4 separate regions of the Mus musculus genome follow, and all the other regions are linked to region 1. The links are chromatin contacts, called in public HiChIP or PLAC-seq maps. All regions are on one chromosome and are shown on one strand. Each heading gives the region's core, a stretch centred on a gene start, on an enhancer-like site or on the middle of the called end of the contact. The rest is flanking DNA. Distances are from core to core; before and after follow the strand shown. Region 1 holds the start of Bdnf (brain derived neurotrophic factor). Region 2 has its middle 130 kb from the start of Kif18a. Region 3 overlaps Kif18a (kinesin family member 18A). Region 4 overlaps Mettl15 (methyltransferase like 15).

Evidence for each region. HiChIP or PLAC-seq counts read pairs in DNA pulled down with a chosen protein or histone mark.
Region 2: a FOXA1 HiChIP or PLAC-seq map of pancreatic cancer cells shows a contact between it and region 1. The contact joins the enhancer-like site here to the promoter of Bdnf in region 1. A contact is called at or near these places in 12 of 484 Hi-C or Micro-C datasets (the C2C12 cell line, the C3H10T1/2 cell line, adipose-derived mesenchymal stem cells and 2 more), 10 of 115 datasets of contacts at active chromatin or transcription factors (a colorectal cancer cell line, embryonic fibroblasts, embryonic limb bud and 3 more) and 1 of 9 other capture datasets (embryonic stem cells).
Region 3: an H3K27ac HiChIP or PLAC-seq map of embryonic stem cells shows a contact between it and region 1, with 6 times the contacts expected there. The contact joins the enhancer-like site here to the promoter of Bdnf in region 1. A contact is called at or near these places in 2 of 15 datasets of contacts at CTCF or cohesin (the NIH/3T3 cell line and stem cell-derived epiblast-like cells), 6 of 484 Hi-C or Micro-C datasets (brain, embryonic fibroblasts, embryonic stem cells and 2 more), 13 of 115 datasets of contacts at active chromatin or transcription factors (craniofacial prominence, embryonic limb bud, embryonic stem cells and 3 more) and 1 of 9 other capture datasets (pancreatic islet).
Region 4: a CTCF HiChIP or PLAC-seq map of the NIH/3T3 cell line shows a contact between it and region 1, with 7 read pairs. The contact joins the enhancer-like site here to the promoter of Bdnf in region 1. A contact is called at or near these places in 1 of 15 datasets of contacts at CTCF or cohesin (the NIH/3T3 cell line), 2 of 115 datasets of contacts at active chromatin or transcription factors (embryonic stem cells and stem cell-derived neural progenitor cells) and 1 of 9 other capture datasets (embryonic stem cells).

What each region holds. Positions count from the first base shown.
Region 1 is chr2:109,691,348-109,696,792 of GRCm38.p6, reverse strand. It overlaps Bdnf (brain derived neurotrophic factor), which reads right to left and starts at 3,230. Exons shown (of 2, transcript NM_001048142.1): 1 at 2,884-3,230.
Region 2 is chr2:109,405,433-109,410,634 of GRCm38.p6, reverse strand. No RefSeq gene overlaps it. Among named protein-coding and RNA genes, the nearest start is that of Kif18a, 130 kb to the right of the region's middle. Within about 2 kb of position 3,879, at least 48 of the 459 cell types and tissues checked have an H3K27ac peak or open chromatin away from gene starts, as enhancers often do. A contact at or near this core is called in the C2C12 cell line, the C3H10T1/2 cell line, adipose-derived mesenchymal stem cells and 4 more, where this site is marked.
Region 3 is chr2:109,307,693-109,313,347 of GRCm38.p6, reverse strand. Kif18a (kinesin family member 18A) reads right to left here. Exons shown (of 17, transcript NM_139303.1): 12 at 2,680-2,801. Among named protein-coding and RNA genes, the nearest start is that of Kif18a, 30 kb to the right of the region's middle. Within about 2 kb of position 1,722, at least 5 of the 459 cell types and tissues checked have an H3K27ac peak or open chromatin away from gene starts, as enhancers often do. A contact at or near this core is called in embryonic stem cells, where this site is marked.
Region 4 is chr2:109,240,891-109,245,877 of GRCm38.p6, reverse strand. All of the region lies in intron 2 of Mettl15 (methyltransferase like 15), which reads left to right. Among named protein-coding and RNA genes, the nearest start is that of Mettl15, 35 kb to the left of the region's middle. Within about 2 kb of position 3,732, at least 32 of the 459 cell types and tissues checked have an H3K27ac peak or open chromatin away from gene starts, as enhancers often do. A contact at or near this core is called in the NIH/3T3 cell line, where this site is marked.

The DNA of each region.
Region 1 (5,445 bases), core at 1,981-4,480:
GTGCTCAGCCTGCTCCGTGTGCCAAGCTACAACCCAGAGCTATTTATATTCGGAAGAAATGAGATTATTGGGACTATTAAAAAGAATTGGACTCTTAAAACATTACAGGAAGCTGGGAACAGCTTATATTTTAATGGTGCCCCCTTTAAAAGAAAATCCAAGACTTTGTGCTAGGATTTTAGAAATTTGCATTTACATTTAATATGATTTCTCCCTCCCAGCGAGTCAAGATGAACTAGAAGTAACCCAGCTCCTTTTCTCTCTTGGGACCTTTAGGAGATTTAAGCAACCATGGCTGCAGTTTAGGCAAATGATCACTTTCTAGGTTCCTCTTGTATGCAGTTAAAAGGGTGCATACTTTCAAGGCATCCTAAACCAGATTTCCTAAATGATTTAATTTCTGGATGCATAAAGGTTTGCAATCCTTTCAAATGACCTTAAGTAGCACCCTAAAACAAGCATGATTCCAAACTACAAACTAAGCTCTGAATGGGCTGTGAGAGACTCTAGAAGTATGTGAAAAATTACTGTTAGTCTGTTTTAAAAAATGTTATGTCTAAGTGTGTCTGCAATGGTCTAATGCTTCAAGATGTCTACGTCATGCACAACAGTCTTGTTTATCTGGGAATTATTTCTTTCTTCCTGAATCATTTATAAACAGGAAAATTTTAATGACGTAAAACAGTTCTCTATACAACGTGTGTTCTGTGTCGTTGTATTTACTATTAATATTTACCAATATTTATCCCATTTTTACAAAATAACATAGAAGAGGAACAGAAAACAACTTTATGATTCTGGAATTCCAATAATGGTAACTACCATATTTCAAATTCCAGTAGAGATTACGTTTCAACAAGTCTCTCTCTCTCTCTCTCTCTCTCTCTCTCTCTCTCTCTCTCTCTCTCTCTCTTGCCTTGGGGAGGAGGGGAGGAAGAACAAACCAAAACCTCCAAACCTTATGAAAAATCAGTGAACTGCAGTAATTATTTTTAAAGCTCCCTAATGTTATTTCATCCTCTGCGCCTGACTAAGCCTATTGTGTGTAACAGCTTGAACCGCTCTTGTTCTAACCTCAGATACCTCCGACCTGAAAATAGTGTCTCAAACTTACAGGGGCCCGGATGCTTAGAGGAATCAAACCCGTAAATAAAATAAATAAATAAATAATGCAACAAGACAAAACAAAAATCAATCGAAGGATCAAAATGGCTTTTGACCTTATAACTAATGTATAAAAGAATCGATTTTTGGAGAAGAATTAAAAGAGGGGTATATTTTTCAGTAAGTTGATCCAATTGTTGGGAAGGGGGAGTCATTTAGCCTTTCATATACAATTAGATAACAATTACTGTTCCTAATTATACATCGCTTTCTTTTTAAAAAAAGGATAAGTTCTAGAAGGATTAATAAACAGGCAGAAACATACTTCCAGACAAGAACATCCTGTATTCTTGTGAGAGGGGCTAAAAGGCTGTTGTTGACGCTGAGAAGACGGATATTTTAGGATGCCGGGAAGACCCTCAAGTAAGATCAAGAAAATCCTAGCACTTAGTCAATGGTATCTCAAAGCACCCCGGCAACTCAAGGAAAGAAATGCAACAAGCCAAAATTCCGAACCGAGCCGCACATCTTCAGGAAGCTGTTTCAAAACGCCACTCAACAAGTTTCTACTCGCAACCCCCATAACGACCAGCAAAACTGCCCCTAAAACACTTCCCCGCCCCCATTCGACGAGCCCCAGCAGCTACTCTTGCCAGTGTGGCCAGAAGAGGGCACCCTCTACCTTCCTAGCTCAGCTCTCCTGGCCCTCCCCTCCCTCCTCCTTGGATCCTCCCTCTCTCCCTCCGGCTCCCCCCATCCCCAAGTCCCCATCCCCAGTTTCCTAGCCCAGGCTCCACCCCCAACTCACGAATTGTTTTCACTAAAACACCAGTTCAAACTCAAACTCACAGCCTGTGGCTCACCGCCCTCAGCAGCCCCGGGGGGAACAACACCACCCCCCCCCCACCCCCGGCAGCAATTTCCCCTTCTTCCTTGTCATCAAGCACAAAGCCCCCATCTTCAGCTATTTCTTTCTACGCTTAGGTCGCTTATCCATTGCTCTTCCTGTTTCAGCATCCCTGGAAATCAAAACTAGCCTCTTCATCCTCCATAAACACCCAACCTACTCCCGGATGAAAGTCAAAACTTTCACTTCCTCAGGAGGATGCCCAAAGGGAGGTGCGCAGGATGGACAGAGGGTCGGATACAGGCTGTCCTGGAGTTCCGCAGACCCTTTCAGGCCCCAGCGATAAGAAGGGTCCCAAGTTTTCCTAGTTAAACGTTGACCTTGGACCTGTAAGTAAGCTTTGGTAGTACTCCCTAGAGAGCAGGTGACAGTGAACAGCCTGTTGTGATACCCAGGAAAAGAGATGAGGACAGAAGGCGCCAAGACCCATTCTCGGACTACACACCACCCCGGTCCAAATTTGCGTGGAGAGTGCCTAAGCCGGTGGTAAGGGCTCTCATCCCAGCCCTGTCCCGGTGCCATCCGTCTGAGCCCCCAACAGCTGTCGCTCTATATCTCTCTCACCACCCTTCCTCGTCTGCGGGAGGACTTCGGGGATCCCCGGGACGCAGGCTTAGCTCCCATGGCGCAAGTCGTCCTCTTCCCTTGGCTTTTTCTCTCACACTGAAGGGATTCCTGGGGTCGCACTGTCCCTCAGAGTCGTGGGATCCCGGGAGAACGCTCCCCAGGAGCAAGCCCGCCCCTCCGCTGTCCCGGGACGAAGGTGAAGCCGGAGTTCTGCAGTCCCACAACTTCTCAGTCCCCTAGCCAACTTTCCCGGGCGCACGCGCCTCTGGCTCTCGCACTTAGCCCCACGCCCCGCAGTCGCCTACCTCAGGGTCCACACAAAGCTCTCGGATCCCCGGCAGTGGAGTCACATTGTTGTCACGCTTCTGGTCCCTGCGCCCTGCCCTGGGCCCCGTGCGCTTTCTCGTCTGCCCCAAGGCAGTGGTGGCAGTTGAAGGAACCGGGTCTCATCAAAGCCTCCCAGGCGGAGGTGGCGCGCCGCCCCAGGCGGTTTCCTTCTCCAAGCCCGGGAGTCCCGGGCGCACTGGGAACCGTGCGACAGCCAGCCAGCGGGTGCGCCCCGGCACGGCAGCAGCGACGGGCACCCAGAGCTCAGCCAGAGCCAGGCACTGGGGTCAGACATTATTTAGCTCTTCGGTTGAGCTTCGATTGGTCAGACAGCGCCGCCCCTATCCCCTCCCTGCTCCGCCGCGCCACCGATACCCATTGGGGTGGCTGCTTAAAGGGGACGACGCGCCTTTTCCTTGCGGGGGCTCAGCCCTCGGAAGCCCTCGGAAGCCCTCGGAAGCCCTCGGGGTATCCCTGATCGCCTTGCACTGGCTTCTCTCCATTTCCCCGGAGCTCGCTGCTTAAACCCAAAGCTCTGTGCCTGCCCTCTGCGGTCTCCGCAGGGTGCCCTTTGCTAGGAGGGGTGGTCGAATCCCGGTTCCTAGGCACCCTACTCCCCGCAATGTGCTCTAGAGTAGGAGGAAGCGAGTGTGAGTCTCACACGTTCAAATCTTTCTCCCCTGGTTTGCAACTCTCCCCATCTTTTCCATCCCAGCACCCAAGTTCTGTGGGAGAGGGCGTGCATCCACCCCCACCCCCAGGCCCCGGCCCCAGACACACCTTCCCGCACCTTCCCGCACCACAAAGCTAGAAAAAGCGAACACACAATGAAACTACACAGAGTGTGCGGGGTTATGGTTTACTCCGCTACCTTAAACACATCGGCTTAACCAGAGTTTGCGCCCTGACCTCTCCGGAGTGTGCCTAATAGAATTCAATCAAGATAATAACAGTATTTTTTATTAATGAATAACCCCGGATAGCATTACACCAAGTTACTGCTTCTAGCCGGGAAGCCTAGGCAATAACAGACCTCACTAAAGCCATATGCTTCCCAGCAGACCAAACGGGGGCGGGGGGGGGGGTGAGGAAAGAGAAAGAAAAGAAACCCACCTTTTTCAGTCACTACTTGTCAAAGTAAACATCAAGGCAGCTGCTCTGGGGAAGACCGGTCCCCAAGGTTCTAGACTCTTACTATATATTTCCCCTTCTCTTCAGTTAAAAGGGGGAGGGGGCGAGTCTTTGGTGGCCGATATGTACTCCTGTTCTGCAGCAAAGAAGTTAAATTATTGATAGTGGAAATTGCATGGCGGAGGTAATACTCGCACGCCTTCAGCGAGAAGCTCCATTTGATCTAGGCAGAGGCTGGGAGATTTCATGCTAGCTCGCCGGGGGTGGGTGGGGGGAGCGGCAGCGAGAGCAGTCCTCTCCTCGGTGAATGGGAAAGTGGGTGGGAGTCCACGAGAGGGCTCCACGCTGCCTTGACGTGAGCTGTCATATGATACCTCCTCTGCCTCGAAATAGACACTCTAGTGCACGAATTACCAGAATCAGAATTCCGCGCATTTAAAATGATACATCTTTTATTAGAAGAATTCCGTTCCAGGGCATTGCATGCTTTGTAGATGTTTTCACTTCCAGTCCTAGCAAATTCACGCACACAGAAGCCAAGCCTGTCATTATCTAGGCAGCAACAACACATCAATATATATATGTATATATACTTAACCAGGATTTAGGGTGAGGGGTGGGTAGCTCACTAAGCCCCCTTCCTCTAGAGCAGAGAGTGGTCTTTGGACCGTTTTTGTTTGGTTGTTTGATTTTTTTTTTAACCTATGAGAGATCAGTTACATGACTAGGTTCTGGAGGGCTACTTTCATTTAGCTGTATGATAAACTCTGCCAAGTGTCTACCTGGATTGCTGCTTTGTTAAACGTTGCCCCTCTAATCCAGCCAATAAGTAAAGGCTAGGGCAGACAGACCTTTATTATTCATTTTATTTTATTTTTTTTTAGAAAAAAATATAAAAGAACAAGAGGGCAGTATTGAGCACGGTGCCACAGCCTCTTGTTAACATAATCACCTGTCTGAGGATTAAAAGAGAGGCTCCTTCTTCTAAGGCTGGCCTTTAGTATGTCTGAGACAGGGCCCAGTGATTAGCACTGTAATAAGCAATTCATTCACAGACGATTTCAAGTCACCGTGAAAAATTGGCATATGTGACTCAGAAAGGAGGCAAAAATGGGTATCCGAGACTCTTGCACCCCAACTTCTGTGACCCCTTGTATGTGAATGCTTGTGAAATCTGAATGACTTAATCGTTGTTAAGGCATTGCTGTATGACTGTATCTGAATGCTTAAACATTAAATTTCCTAGAGGAAAGGAGGTTCATAACAGTTCTTTTTCCCAGATGTCTGTTGTCACCAGAGTGGGCTATTGTACTGAATATATGGCGGTAGTGTATACTGAGATTCATTTACCAAGGGCTGATGGTTAACAAAGTGAAATTACTAATATTTGCTATTTGAAAGCTTCCAAA
Region 2 (5,202 bases), core at 2,630-5,129, 290 kb after region 1:
ACTGTAAATCCTTGCTGTTAACCCTCCTACTGTATATTACTGGCTGTGGAAGAAAGCCCTTGAGTATGTGTCTTCCGACCTTTATGTTCAATTTGAAAGAAAGGGTTGTTTGTTAATTTTTTAATCTCTACCCATGGCCTTTTCATATTTATGGTATATCTTTTCACGGGCCTCACTGTGATACTCTGTAGTACCTCTTATGACTCTAATATAAAACCCAAGTTTATATCCAAGTCTGCATTTTAGGTCCAGTAATTCCTTCCAAAAGTCTTTAAATTTGGTAGAATTTTTGAGTAGTGACCTTCACATGATATAACCACAAGTTTACCAAAACATCCTTCTGGTTGTATGGATTCATGCTCTGCATCACTCTTCACGCTGGCTAGTTTTGTGTAAACTTTGACATAAGTTAAAGTCATCTGAGAGCAGAGAATCCTAATTGAGAAATAGCCTCTGTCAGATTAGACTGCAGGCAAGTCTGTAGGCCTTTCTTCTCATTAGCGATTAATGGGGAAGGACCCAGTCCATTGTAGATTGTGCAACTCCTAGCCTAGTGGTCCTGGATGCTATAAGAAAGCACACTGAACAAAGTCATGAAGAGTAAGCCAGTAATCTGTCTTCTTCAATGGCCTCTCTATCAGCTCCTGCCTCCAGGTTCCTGCTAAGTTTGAGTTCCTACCTTGGCTTCTTTCAATGAACTGTGATTCAGGATTGTCTTAGTTAAGGTTTTACTGTGCTGTGAACAGACACCGTGACCAATGCAAGTCTTATAAAGGACAACATTTAGTTGGGACTGGCTTACAGGGTCAGAGTTTCAGTCCGTTATCATCAAGGTGGGAGCATGGCAGTGTTGAAGGCAGAGCTGAGAGTTCTGTATCTTTATCTGAAGGCTACTAACAGAATACTGAGTTCCAGGAAGTTAGGACAAAGCCCACACCCACAGTGACACACCTACTCCAACAAGGCCACACCCACTCCAACAAGGCTACATCTCCAAATAGTCCCAGTCCTTGGGCCAAGCATACAAACCGTCACAAGGATATATGAGCCAAATAAGCCCTTTCCTCCACAAGTTGCTTTTGGCCATGGTGTTTTTTCACAGCAATAGAAATCTAACTAAAACACTTCCTGCAGAATGCAAGAGACTTTACAATTATATGTATTCTGTATATGTTTTTCTCTTTCTAATAAAAAGTCAAAAATGCAAAGTAAGTATCATTCCAAGAAAACTGGAGTAGATATGGAATGAAAAGGAGGGAGTAGTCTTGAGAAATAAGGCAGAAATGTGGACTGTGTTGGATGATGGATGAATAAATCAACTCTGAATGACTTTGTGAATTAAGTAAAAAATGGAAACTTGATTTGTTAAAACATACACGCTGTATTGTTTAGAAAATCAAACCAGAGCTGTTTTTCACCATCTCAACCTTTCCTGTCTCCAGGATATAAAAGAAAGCTTTTTCTCTTGAAGGCATCCAATAGAGGTGGCCCTGTGTGGTTTTGGTTATAAGTGCTTCAGCCACCTCTTCTACACAGCCATTTGAAGAGTGCTTGTAAAACTGTCATCCCCAAGACTTGTGGTATACCCCAGAACCTATCTCATTTGTCCTTTAAATCCCAGAGTGTCACCCAGTACTTTTTATAAGATGCCAAGTATTTATTGAAAAGAAGAGAAATGAATGAATGGCCCAAATGACTGCTTTCTCTGACAAATAAAGCGATCATTTAAACATAGGCTCTGTGCTTTACTTATCCTTGTATTACCTAAAATAGTATGATTTATTCAGCCTTTCACCAACCTTTCCCAGAGACCTGTTGTGTACAGGCAATGGTGTGGTCCTGGGAATGCCAAAGTAAACAGAACATCCTAAAGGCTCCCGAGATGATAGAAAATATGACAGACGGGATATATATATGGAAGCTGGAGGTATGGCTCAGCCATTAAGAGTTTTTGCTACTCCTCTAGAGGACCAGAGTTTAAATTGCATCACCACGTCAAATAGCTCACAACCATCTGTAACTCCAGCTCCAAGGGATCTGAATCTGACATCTGGCTTCCTCAGACATCACATGTGGATAACCACATGAAGACACACACACAGGTACACATAATTATAAATAGTATAAAGCAATATGCTTAATAGTGTGAGTTCATTACATGTAATGAGCATATGCTGAATTCCATGTAAAAAGAAGCTGTACTCTCCAGTAACTCCCAGGCTTACAGTGCTGAGGTAGAAGATGTGTGCATCTTAACTTCAGTCCTTAGAATGTTCTTTTGTTCTTTTGACTTTTGATGTTGGCCCATTGTGCTTTTAAAAAATATATTTTAGATTAATAAAGTAATAAGCTTCATACATGCACACACTCGTGTGCGCATACACACACACAAACACACACAATTTTAATTTAGGTCTCTTATGTAAGAGAAAACATACAATACTTGTCTTTCTGAATGTGCCTTCTCTCAGTTAATATAAAGACACACCCTTTCCTGAAAATATAATGATTTAATTTTTGTAACAATTGCATAAGATTTTATTGTGTATGTGAACCACATTTTTCACTCATTTAGCTGTTAATGAACATCTAAAGTGGTTACATTACCTGGTTATTTTGAATAATACAGCAATAAACATAGCCATGCAAGTATCACTATGGAGTGCTAGCTAGAAGTCCTTAGGTATATACCCCAAAGCATTGCAGCTGGATTATAAAGCAGTTTTTGAGGAACATCCACACTGATTTCCATTATGAATGGGCCAGTGCAAATTCCCAACAGCTGTATATAATGAGCTATCTTTCCTGATGTCCTCACAAGGAACTATTGCCATCTGTTTTCTTCTGGCTGGAGTGAGAGAGATATTATTGAAAAATAGTTTTAATTCCCAATCTTCTGTTGGCTAAGAGTGTTAAGCATTCTCCACATATATTTATTGGCCATCTGTATTTTTTTCTTTTGATAACAACCTATTTAGTTCACTAGCTCATTTTTAATGGGATTTGGAGTTTGGCTGTTTAAGTTTTCAAGTTCTTTGTATATCCAAATATTAATTCCCCAGTTAATATGGAGTTGGCAAGAATTTGTTTTTTTGTTTGTTTGCTTGTTTGTTTTTTGGTAGGTTGTCTCTTCCCTCTACTAAATGTTTTCTTTGTTGTGCAGAAGATGTTTAATACCATGCAATCCTCCTCTGGTCAGTTTCTAGGGTGGTTGGTTTCTCATGCTTTGAAATCCTTTTGAGAAAGCTCTTGCCTATTTTTTTTATATCTCGAAGTCTTTTTTCAGTTGTCCTTGGGTAGTTTCCAAGTTTTAGGTCTTACAGTAGGGTCCTTTATCTAATTTGAATTCATTTATATACAAGATGAAAGATACTGGTTCTAGTTTCACTTTTCTATTCGTTGAAACTGTTTCCTCAATACCATTTGTTTAAAAGACTGTATTTTGTTAATTTTTTTGACAATTTTGTTTACGAACTGGGAATTTTTCAAGTTTTTGAATCAGTAGAGTGTGGTGGAAACCTCCACAGGTCCTCTAGGTAAACACTTTTCTTCTCAAATGCAGCACTGAGCGCTTTAGCTGAGGTCATTCTTAGAAACAGGATCTTCTCTGGCCATTTATAGCTCTGAACCAGTTTGCTTCCTACTAAGGGTAGTCCCAGCGATGGGGTTACCCCCTGAGCCAAGTGTTTTGGTCATGCTTGGTCATTGACCTTCAAGGAATGTTACCCTATTCTCTTTGGCTCTCCTTGAGCATACGGGGACTGTTGCTGTATCCATTATCCATGGCGCCAAGAAGCCTGAGAATCCCCTGACAGCAGAGGCTAGTAGGACGGGCTCTAGAGGCTGCCTGACGGCCAGGGCCCATTAACTTCCTATTCTAGCTCATTGTTTTACAAGTGGTCATTGCCACCTCACCACCCAGTCAGAAGCACGTTGCTGCTTTATAGCCTACTTACAGAAAATGGCTCAGCACTTAGGCATTTTCTGGTGCCCCAGGGTTCAAAGTGAAATTAATTTCCATTACCACCCATAATAAATCACTTCACTCAACACATGTATGAAATTCCATTCAGTAGACTCAAATCATTCTGGGGCCACACAGAAGAGCATACACACTTCAACTTGCACTTAGTTAATTTCTCTTCTTGAAAGAGCTTTGATGAGATTTTGCAAACAGGCTCCTAAAGAGCCAATGGAGAATGAGACAGCCCTACAAGCCATAAGGTAGTCAGCCCAGAGATCTTGGGTTTGTGCAGAGAAGTTTGATTTTTTTTTCCTGGACCACTTTCCAGAGTCCTTCTGTTTATGGCTTTCTTGTTATAAGCCCAGATGCACAGGACTAGTGATAGTGGCTTCTCTGACATCAGAATCTAATAGTCAATCCTCTGAAGCCATTGCAGGGGTGCGGCAGGGGGTGTGTGTGGATAACCATTCTGATTCCTAGTCTTTTGATAAAGGAAACTTCCAAGAGAGCCTAAGTGCTGCATTGAGCTGGATAATAAAGAAAGTAAATATCAAGTTATTTTACTGTGTCCAAGGAGGTTGGAAGGATGGTGACTATTACTCACATATAGCAAATCAGGTCCAAGGAAATTCAGTGAGAGAGGCTCAGAGTCTCCTAGCTGGAAGGTGCCTTACAGAGTGTTGTGAACACTTCCTAAGACACTAAGAGACAGTGACAGTGAGAGAGAAAAGCAAGGTAGGATAGCCTAATAGGAATTGCTGCTATTGATTGGACTCTATTCTGCCTACAAGGTACCGAAATGCAAAGTTTGTACCTTATATATACCCATGAGTCAGTATTTATTTCTTTTATAATAAGGTTTAAATTTACAAACTATTCCGAAGGTCACACAGAGTGTTCCTATGTACTTCATACACAATTTGCCCTGCTACTAATACTTTATATCATTATATAATAAATGAATTAGCATTTGTTATTAACCAAACTCCACATGCTATTTAGAATCCCTTTGCTTTTACCTGATGTCTTTTTCCATTGATGATCTATCTCAGCTTGAACCCCTCATTCTCTTCAGTTGACAAGTCTTCCTAAACATCTCATAGTTATAACAGTATCCCAGATTTTCCTTGTTTGTGGTGATCTTAACAGGTTTCATAAATTCTGGAAAAGTATTATTTAAGGGATCTCTTGATTGAAATGTGATCATTCATTATTAGACTGGGTCACTTTAGGGGGGG
Region 3 (5,655 bases), core at 473-2,972, 380 kb after region 1:
GCTGCAGCACTAGGTACAACCTTGGCTATCCCTGGAACACAGCTTCTTTGTGCTCCCAGAAAACACTTCCCAAAAGATTTCACCTCAGTGATGCTGGTCTCTTCATAATCACTGCTAATTTGTTAGCTCCAGCTAACCAGCATCAATTGTCCCAGTAGTTCCTTCCATTCTTAACTCTAGAACCAGAGCCACATGGCTGAAGCTGCCAAGTTCTGCTGCTTGCAGGAATTAGAACATGACCTGCTTGTACTATTACATTGTCACTGGCTTTCTGTTTTCCAAATCCTTCACTGCCTAAGCTTGGCTTTCCTGGATCTTGCTCTATAGATTGGCCTTGAATGCAGAGATCAGCATGCCAGTCTCCTGGGATTAAAGGTATGTACCACCTTGCCTGGATCTAAATTTTGCTGGTTAGGATCTTGCCCCAAGGTCCCACTCCCTTAATCTGTTATCTTCTAGAACACAGGATTTTGCTCCATTTCACTTCCTGGTATCCCTTTAATACTCGAACCATAAATTTTATATTTTTCCTTTCTAAGCTTGCTATGCTTGTTCAAACTTCTCTTCATACGACTTAACCAGAGAGCAAAGTCTCTGCTGAGCTTTTTTGAAACTTCCTTTGTCAGTGCAATTAATCTGAGTCTCTTCACCTTAGCCTCAGGCAGACTTTTCAGGCAAGGGCAAAAATTGCCACATTATTCACCAAAATACCACAAAACAGTCTTTATGCCACATACTGAAATTCTTTTCCTTTGAAATCTCTTGGACCAGGTCAACACAGTTCAGATTACTCCCAGCAACACTAACTGTCTTAGTTAGGGTTTTACTGCTGTGAACAGACACCATGACCACGGCATGTCTTATAAAAAAACAACATTTAATTGGGGCTGGCTTACAGGTTCAGAGGTTCAGTCCATTATCTTCAAGGTGGAAGCATGGCAGTAACCAGGCAGGCATGGCACAGGCAGAGCTGAGAGTTCTACATCTTCATCCAAAAGCTGCTAGTGGAAGACTGACTTCCAGGCAACTAGGGTGAGGATCTTATGCCCACACCCACAGTGACACACCCATTCCAACCAGGTCACACCTATTCCAACAAGGCCACACCTCCAAATGGTGCCACTCCCTGGTCCAAGAATATACAAACCATCACACCAGGTTTGAACCCCAGGAGTGCAAAGAAAACAAAATATAACTTTACCAGTTTTCTGGTCAAGGTGTACCGTCACCTGTGCAAAAGTGGGGTTAATAACTGACTAGATCTGAAGCCTACTCCATGGGACAGAATTTATCTTGGCACTGAAGCCTGGCTATCAACCTGTGCTAGGGAAGACATAGGCTAAGTATGGAACTTACTCTTGTTGGACTAAAATGACTGTACATCACTGCCTTGCAAATTTCTATGTTTATATCCATAGATATTATCAAGTTCAGAGAAGTCTCTGCAGTGAACAATGGTGATTTGGAGACACACAGCTGCCAAAGATGTTAAGAAAGTGATGGCCAAGAGCTCAGCCTTAAATAAGGCATTTACACCACCTCTTCCAAAGCTTTAAGAATGTAATCAAAGTAGAGTTGGAAAACAGGGATAAGTGCTGCAAAAGCCTTCTTCTGGACTCGATACAACCACTGCAATCAGGAATCTACAACTGTGGTTAGCAACACTGAATGGCTCTGTCAACAATCAATTGAGGACGGGAGAGGGCCTCAAGGTGCCCTACTAGGTACAGCCGAATTACTGGCAATTGATAGTATTCATAGGGAAAGGAAGCATTGTCTTGGGTTGTGTAGCTCAGCAGATTTCAATGGGTAGATCAAAACTGATGATCTCGCAGATGGGTGCGCTTAAACTCAATGGGACAGCAAACCAAACCAAAGAAAGAAAGAAATAAAAAACAAACAAATACCCCTCAAGTAGACAGGAAGGTGAAAAGATGACCTACAGGGAAGGAGAGTAGACAGTATTAAATTGGGAAAGGGTGGTGGGGGTGGTGGGAGTGGTCAGTATGTCCTTTGTACCTGTGTAAAACTATCAAAGAAAATTATTTACTTAATAAAAAAATAAAATAAAATATTTGAGATACCTGACCCTCATTTAGAGCTAGTAATAGAGTAATGAGATATGAGCACGTGGAATTTCCCCCTAATGTTCTTGTTTGGAGTTGCACGCTATACAATTTTTCCCACTAATATTTTATAACAATACTCTTGTTTGTTGCAGGACCCATATGAACACAGGATGGGCCAGCACACAAGGTATGTCTCCTGGACCAATACTGGATATTGGGAAGGTGGAGGTGAGGACACCAAACTTGACGAGAGCACTGGCAGCGCTTTGAATGTAGAGGCCAGGAAGTTAAGTAGGCAGAGCCACCAAAAAACTTATCTTAGGATTGCTAATGACAAAACAAAACATACAAACAAACAAACAAACAAAACCCTGAAAACCTGTAAAGAACTATAAAGGAATTGGTTACTAAGAAAAGAGCCACATCCCTCACATTGTCTTTAATATTCTCTTTTTGTGTATTTTCTGATGCTGGCAAACAATTCAAATTAATGAAGCCCTTATGAGATAAAACTCAATTCCCTGACAGTGGAGAGCTAAAATTTCTGTTCCCCAGATCCTTTCAGTTTGCAATGTAAAGACTGGTAGGCTGTTTAACTCGATGTACTTACGCCTCAGTTTGCTTGTGCTGCTGTTCCTGGAGACAAGCTAGAGCTGTCATGTGTGCCATTTGTGTTTTCAGTTCTTTGTTCTGGAGGTGTAAATGGTGACAGTGAAGCTCTTTATTGAGTGCCTAGGATCAATAATGAAAAATATATTTTAGACTTTTAAAAGAATTATACTACAACTAGTATGACATTTCATGAGGGCACCAAGTTTTCTTTTTTTGTTTTGCTTTTAAATTTGACAATAAGAGATCCTGTATAGGTAGTGAAGAACTTATCAGCAAGGTAAGGGTTTAAATGTTTTCAGAAAATGAAATGTTTGGAGCCCAGAAAAAAAGCATACTATAATGACTGCTTCTCTGATGATCCAATTTATTTACAATACTTTCATACAGTAATAACAAATTTTTGTTGAAATGCTACTACCCAAAGAGGCATTCCTTGAGAACTACATTTAAAGATAAACAACCCTTACTTTCCAACACTGCCATGCCACTGAATAATAATAAGAAAACTATTTATTCACTCTGTAGATCCACTTCTACTAGAAGGAACATTTCACCTAAGGATTGACTATGATCAGTTCAGTATATAAGCCAGTGCTTGGAGTTGCATCCCGCCTCCCTACCCCAATATTCTTCATCTTCGAAAAAAAAATCTTTTGAATATTCCCATTTTTTAAACACTTTTGTTTAGGGCCAGGCATCGTCTAATCTAGTACCTATGATTTATTCATCATCCCTGAAATGCATTAAAACTTAAAAAAAAACAAAAAAACAGCTCAGTGGATATGGTGAAGTATGAATAAAACCATCTTAGCATCTTTAACTGTTTAATGGAAAAGTGAACTTCTAGGGACATTCTGTCTGGTTAGCTAATAATCTAATAAACAATAGAGATATGACTGGAATTTTCTAAAACAATTTTGATACTCCATTTTGATATTTTCATACACCTTTGTAGTCCACAGTTGAATAGATTCTCTAAAGTATAAATCTGTCTGCTTGTTTTTTTATTTTATTTTGGTAGCTATTTTTATGATTACCAATTTATTATGTTCAAGGCCAAAGGAGGAGATGTAAAATATTAATTTCTTAGTAATGACAAACGAATGTAGGCTCTTGGTGAGGTTTGTTAAATATAAACTACTTCTTATACTGGTGATAGGGGACAGTGACAGAGAAATGTTACTTTGAGATTCAAGAAAATGTACCGCAGGCTTGCCCACAGACTCATCTGGTGCGGGCATTTTGTCAATTGAGGTTTCTCTTTAAAAATGACTTTAGTTTGTGTCAAGCTGACATAAAATGAGCCAGCACAATTCATTTACATAACTCACCTTTATACTTTAAGAAATATATCATGTATTTTGGATAAAAACACTTTTTATGGAACCAGGATACGTCTAGAGGATTGACCTATGAGTCATTTGATTTTTTAGGGATATGTTCAGTCTTGAAACAAATGTCAGCTCAAGCCAAATACATGGCCTTTATGGAGATCAGTTTACTTGACTAAAGTGTAAATGCTCAACTTACTCATCTTGCATGATCTCCTGATAGTTTGTCAGTTAGAAAATCAAGTAAGTGTATAAATATGTTTTGTAAACAGCTCTATAAGTTTTCCTTACAAAACAACAATCACACATAATAAAAACCAGCTCTTCCTCATTTTTTATCCTCTGAGACCAATCTTCTTACCAAATCAATCAAAGATCTAGGGTAGATGACCTTCTTGGGAAACCAAGATTGCAATCTTAGTGTGTTCTTGTCTCAATACACCAATGACCAAATTTCATGAGAAGACCACAGCCTTTTACAACAAGAACAAGTCAGCTACTAACAGCTGAAGTAAGAGTACAATGGGAAGTGAAAGCCAGTTTTAGATCTCTAAAACTGGCTGATTATGCCAGGTTTGTTTATCCACAATAAATAGTTTACAGTAGGGGCAGGACACTGACACTGTCATGTTAGCTCTCAAATTTTTAGTTTAATTGTAGTGGAGAAAGAAAGGCCAAGTGTTATAGTATGAGATGACAATTAAAAAGTAGATAAGGAAGGAGGGCATAACAAAAACAGCATTAATTTCAAAGTCACAAGGAAGCAGTCTTTGTCCAAAGATGCAGGACCGTGGGTAAGTCTCTCTGTGAAGTTAGGTTACACTCTGTTTATACAGGAAATAAGTGCTTACGACTAGGAAATTGCTTCATCTGTGAAAACATCTCGGGAAAATAGAATCAAGAATAGGAGCTAGGTGGTAGAACTTGGAACTCTTTCCTTCTTCATTTATAATATGTAAAAGACTAGCCAAAGCTATACAGAGTGCTCTCTTAACAAACAGAAACTCTAGTTTTGAAAACCTATGACAATAATAAAAAACTTTAAATTCATTGATAGTACCTTAATGATACTAACTTTATAAACACTATAATGTTGAAAAATGCAAGTAGTACCAGGTTAAACCTATAGCTACTTTAGCTAATTTTTTAAATAAATGTATCAATTTTAAGACTTAAATAACCTACTTCCCAGCTTAACTGGTGGGTGCACTCCTATACTGTGCCATACAACTGAATATGGGCGCTGGGAGTAATCTTGCCACAGTAACCAGTTTTGAAAATAACAACCACAAATTAATTCATCATCAAATGTGTAACTAGGAAGATGTTTTTCTGACTACACATTCTCTCAAGGAATCACATGACGTCATCATAAAACCGGTCCTGAATACACAGCACTGAACTGTGTAACCCCAATAAAAGCTCTCTGAAAAACCCCGGTTCATTCAAGACCATTGTGTGCTAACAATTTATAGTATTTTTACTGTACATACAAAGATTTCTATTCTATAGAAACACAATGGCTTACTCAGGAAAGTAAGGGAAAATAAAGACTTTCTTATTATCATTCCTCAGTATCTAAGTATCAAATGTATGTATTTTTAGCCTTTACTATGCTATGCATGACTTTACAGATTGTTTGA
Region 4 (4,987 bases), core at 2,483-4,982, 450 kb after region 1:
ACCACTTGGAGTGATAATCCTCCACACAAGAGCTATAGACTATCTTAAAAGCAAAACCAAAAATGAAACAATTCACTGCCAGAATGGGGAATTAGCCCTTGAGTTGTTAAAGAAGTCAAAATGATCCCCAAATAATATAATCTATTTCCTTTGTCCTTTTGTGCCTTCTAGAAGTCAAAGGTAAGACCCTATTGCTGAAGACTCCAGGGACATTTGACATAGGACTAGGAGGAATCCAGGTGTATTGTCTTGGAAGGCTTCTCCCTGAAGAATGACTCTTTTAGTATTGATTAGTGCTATTGAAGATGTCAAAGGAGAAAAAGCAAGCAACAGTATCCCCAGCTGTTAAGCTCATGAAACACAACAATTGTCAGCATTGCAGGATATCTCCAAGGGTGTATTAGTGGCACTTATACCTTGGAGGTAGCCAAAATCTAGTGGGATTTAAAGCCCACTCAGTAGGAAAGAATTCATGTCTAGTCCTGTAAAACTAGCCCACTCCTATTGCTGGAGAGGCCATAGATGCTAGAGGAGAATGTACTATGGCCATTTTCTTAATGAAGTATAATTTCTTTTTCTTTTTTCTTTTTTCTTAGATATTTTCTTTATTTACATTTCAAATGTTACTACCTTTCCTGGTTTCCCCTCTGAAAATCCCCTATCCCCTCCCCCTACTCCTCCTCACCAACCCATTTACTCCATCTTCCTGGCCCTGGCATTCCCCTGCACTGGGGCAATGGAGCCTTCATAGGACTAAGGGACTCTTGTCCCATTGATGACCAACTAGGCCATCCTCTGCTATATATGCAGCTGGAGCTATGAGTCCCACCATGTGTACTCTTTGGTTGGTGGTTTAGTCCCTGGGAGCTCTGGGGGTACTGGTTAGTTCATATTGTTGTTCCTCCTGTGAGGCTGCAAACCCCTTCAACTCCTTGGGTACTTTCTCTAGCTCCTTCATTAAGGACCCTGTGCTCAGTCCGATGGATGAATTCACTTTTGTCAGGCACTGGCAGAGCCTCTCAAGAGACATCTATAACAGGCTTTTGACAGCAAGCACTTGTTGGCATCCACAATAGTGTCTGGCTTTGGTGGTTGTATATGGGATGGATCCCCAGGTGGGGCAGTCTCTGGATGGTCATTCCCTCAGTTTCTGTTCTTCACATTGTCTCTGAAATTCCTTTCATGGTTATTTTATTCCTACTTCTAAGAAGGATCGAAGTATCCTCACTTTGGTCTTCCTTCTTCTTGAGTTTCTTGTGGTTTGTGAATTGTATCTTGGGTATTCTGAGATTCTGGGCCAATATCCACTTATCAGCGAGGGCATATCATGTATGTTCTTTTGTGATTGGGTTACCTCAATCAGGATGATATCCTCCAGATCCATCTATTTGCCTAAGAATTTCATAAATTCATTGCTTTTAATAGCTGAGTATTGTATAAATGTACCACATTTTCTGTATCCATTCCTCTGTTGAGGGGTATCTGGGTTCTTTCCAGCTTCTGGCTATTATAAATAAGGCTGCTATGAACATAGTGGAGCATGTGTGTTTATTACATGTTGGAGTATCTTCTGGGTATATGCCCAGAAGTGGTATTAGTGGGTCCTCAGGTAGTACTATGTTCAGTTTTCTGAGGAACCACCAGACTGATTTCCAGAGTTGTTGCACCAGCTTACAATCCCACTAGCAATGGAGGAATGTTCCTCTTTCTCCACATCCTCACCAGCATCTGCTGTCACCTGAATTTTTGATCTTAGCCATTCTGATTGGTGTGAAGTGGAATCTCAGGGTTGTTTTGATTTTTTACATTTCCCTGATGACTAAAGATGTTGAACATTTCTTTATTTTCTTCTCAGTCATTTGGTATTCCTCACTTGGGAATTCTTTGTCTAGCTCTGTACCCCATTTTAAAATAGGGTTATTTGTTTCTCTGGAGTCTAATTTCTTGAACTCTTTGTATATATTGGATATTAGCACTCTATTGGATATAGGACTGATAAAGATCTTTTCCCAATCTGCTGGTGGCTGTTTTGTCCTATTGACAATGTCCTCTGCCTTACAGAAGCTTTGCAATTTTATGAGTTCCCATTTGCCAATTCTTGATCTTAGAGCGTAAGCTATTGGAGCTCTGTTAAGGAAAATTTCCCCCGTTCCCTTGTGTTTGAGGTTCTTCCTCGCTTTCTTTTGTTAGTTTCTGTGTATCTGGTTTTATGTGGACGTCCTTGATCCACTTGGACTTGAGCTTTGTACAAGGAGATAAGAATAGATCAATTTGCATTCCTCTACATGCTAAATGCCAATTGAGCCAGCACGGTTTGTTGAAAATGCTGTCTTTTTTCACTGGATGGTTTTAGCTCCTTTGTCAAAGATCAAGTGACCATAGGTGTGTGGGTTCATTTCTGGATCTTCAATTCTATTCCATTGATCTACCCGCCTGTTGTCACTGTACCAATAAATATTATCCTTTTACCTATAGAGAACTGTAGATTTCTCTGTCTTCAAAAATGCTTCTTTTTGCAGCAAACAGAGGCCACTACAGAGCTACTACTGATGAAAATACAGACAACAGCTAATAACGATGTGCCCAACCCTAACTGATAAAACAGAAACCCTACACCTAAAGCTCAAGGAATTTTTGCAGGATAGGGGGAGGGGCTGAAAAGAGTGAAAAAGTCACAGGATTAGAGCATCTATTGTTGGATATATTCTGTTTATGACAAGAGAGCTACAATCATGAAATCTGGACAATATAGTTGTCTAAACAAGATCTGTGTAAGTATACCAGTTAGCATGGCGGCAATGTGTATGGGAGGAAAGTAATCTTACAAGCTTCCACCCACAGATGAAGAGTTACAGGTAATTAATTTATACTGGGATGAAAGAATCAGTTTTCTCCTGGCCCAATAGATTATCTAATCTCTAGTAGTCAGCCCTAAACACCTTCACATATGAACAAAACCAAATGGACTGAGCAGGACACACACAGACACACAAACGCTCATGCACCCCCACACACTCACACATGGCTGCATGCACACACAAATGAATGTTACAAGGAAGAAGAGGTCATGAATGTGGGAGAAAGTAAGATGACTTGGATGGGAAAGTGGGAGGATGGAAATGATATATGTATGGCCCTCTTGTATGGAATTATCAGAGGAAAAGAAAACCAATGAACTCAAAACCCCTGACTTAAAAACAAAAACCAAACCTCCCAGTTTTTGCCTTACATTCTTACTATAGTTTCTTTTAAGGAGCCATTTAAAAAGCTTAGATTAATTCTAATGTGGTAATTGTGGATCACACTGAAAATAAACTAAATGTGAAATCAATATGTGAAAAAATTTAGGTGATAGTTTTAGGATTTTGTTCATGTTTAAATATTGTTTCCATTTCTATTTAAGGAGCTATGAATTTTATACTATTTTTAATATGATGACTGCGTAACTTTAAATGAACCCTTTAATGATTGTTATTTATATCTTCTATATAATCTTAAAACAGCTAGTAGTTTTATAGATATACTTGCAAAACTTATTTCTAAGCAATGAGCTTTCATTGTTTTGTTAACAAATCTAACTTCTCAAGCTATTTCTGACTGATGAAACTTTTGGAAAGTTGTCTCATATCCTCCTGGTCATCTAAATTTATCACAGGGCTTTAACTAAGAAGGCTGGTGAACCGTCTTTCCTTTTGATCTTGTGTCCTGGCGGGTGCTGGGATATTTCTTGTGTAGGAAAGTTCTGGTGGATGAGTCAGTGCACTGAGTCACAGGCAGCATGAAGCCTCTAGTGTTCTCTACTAACTAATTGGAAACAGTTTCAAAATTAATTAAGGCACAGTTGTCAGCTCGGTGTTACTGATTGACATCCCACCAAAGGATTTTGTCTTTTGGCAACTTGCTTAATTGTTCTTTGAAATTTGGTGGTTTATTTTCCTTCATGAATTTAAAAAAATATGTTGAATAGCCCTATACTTACCATGGTGCTTTCTTCAGTGCCATTTATAAAACCTATGTTGTTTACTTTGACTTTTTGGTGGTTTTTTTTTTTTTTGTCTTAAAAGATAATTCAATTCATTTTCTTTTTATCTTGGTAATTTGTCAGTCCTTAAGAGAAGCTGAGTTCATACAATAACAGTATACTGAATTGTTTTAGAAGAGCCCACTCTCCCAACTGTCACTACCTTATTTAATAAGAATATTAAATGGGTTACTATGATTCTGTTACATTGTAGAACTTTGATATAATAAAGTCATTAAAATAACATGTGTTACAAGATATTTCTTCATTGGCATTGTATTTTTTTGATGGAAGGTATTTTATCTACATACAAGGATTTGTAAAGGAATTGAATAACAACAGGAAGATATTTTGGCTGAAGCAAGCAAGTATCTTCTTGCAAGATGATAAAATACTAGAGTGAATTGTTGAGGAAAATATGAACAAAGAGAAAAAACCCTTACAAATAAGTGCCTAGGATTTTTCAGGTGCTTTATACACTACTTTTCTAGTTCTCCTTATTACCTCTCAGGGACAGAAATTATGTGCATCATATAAAATGTAGTACTTGACTCCTAGCAAGTTAATAACTTAGCATCCCCAACTATATGTGCGTAAACACTGTTAGCAGTCCGTGATAGCACTTAGCATGTGGTTTAATCCAATTTGCTGCATTTTATCATAAAAAAGCTTTGGAAAAACATTTGTTCTAGCAATACATTACACCAAGATCAATTCTTTTCCTTCCTCCCTCCTCATTCTCAATCTTTTTGCCCCCAGCTCTTTTTGTGTTGGATATCAAAGGACTAAAGGCCTTAGGAACCCTATTTTATTCTTCCACCAAGCCTTATCCCTAGCTTTCCTGCCTACCTGTCTGCCCATCTGCTGATCCATCCATCTCTCCATATGTCCATCCATCTGTCTGTCTGTCTATTTCCAAATGGACTTTTTATTTAGCTCCTGCCTCTGCATTCTGTATGGTAGAAT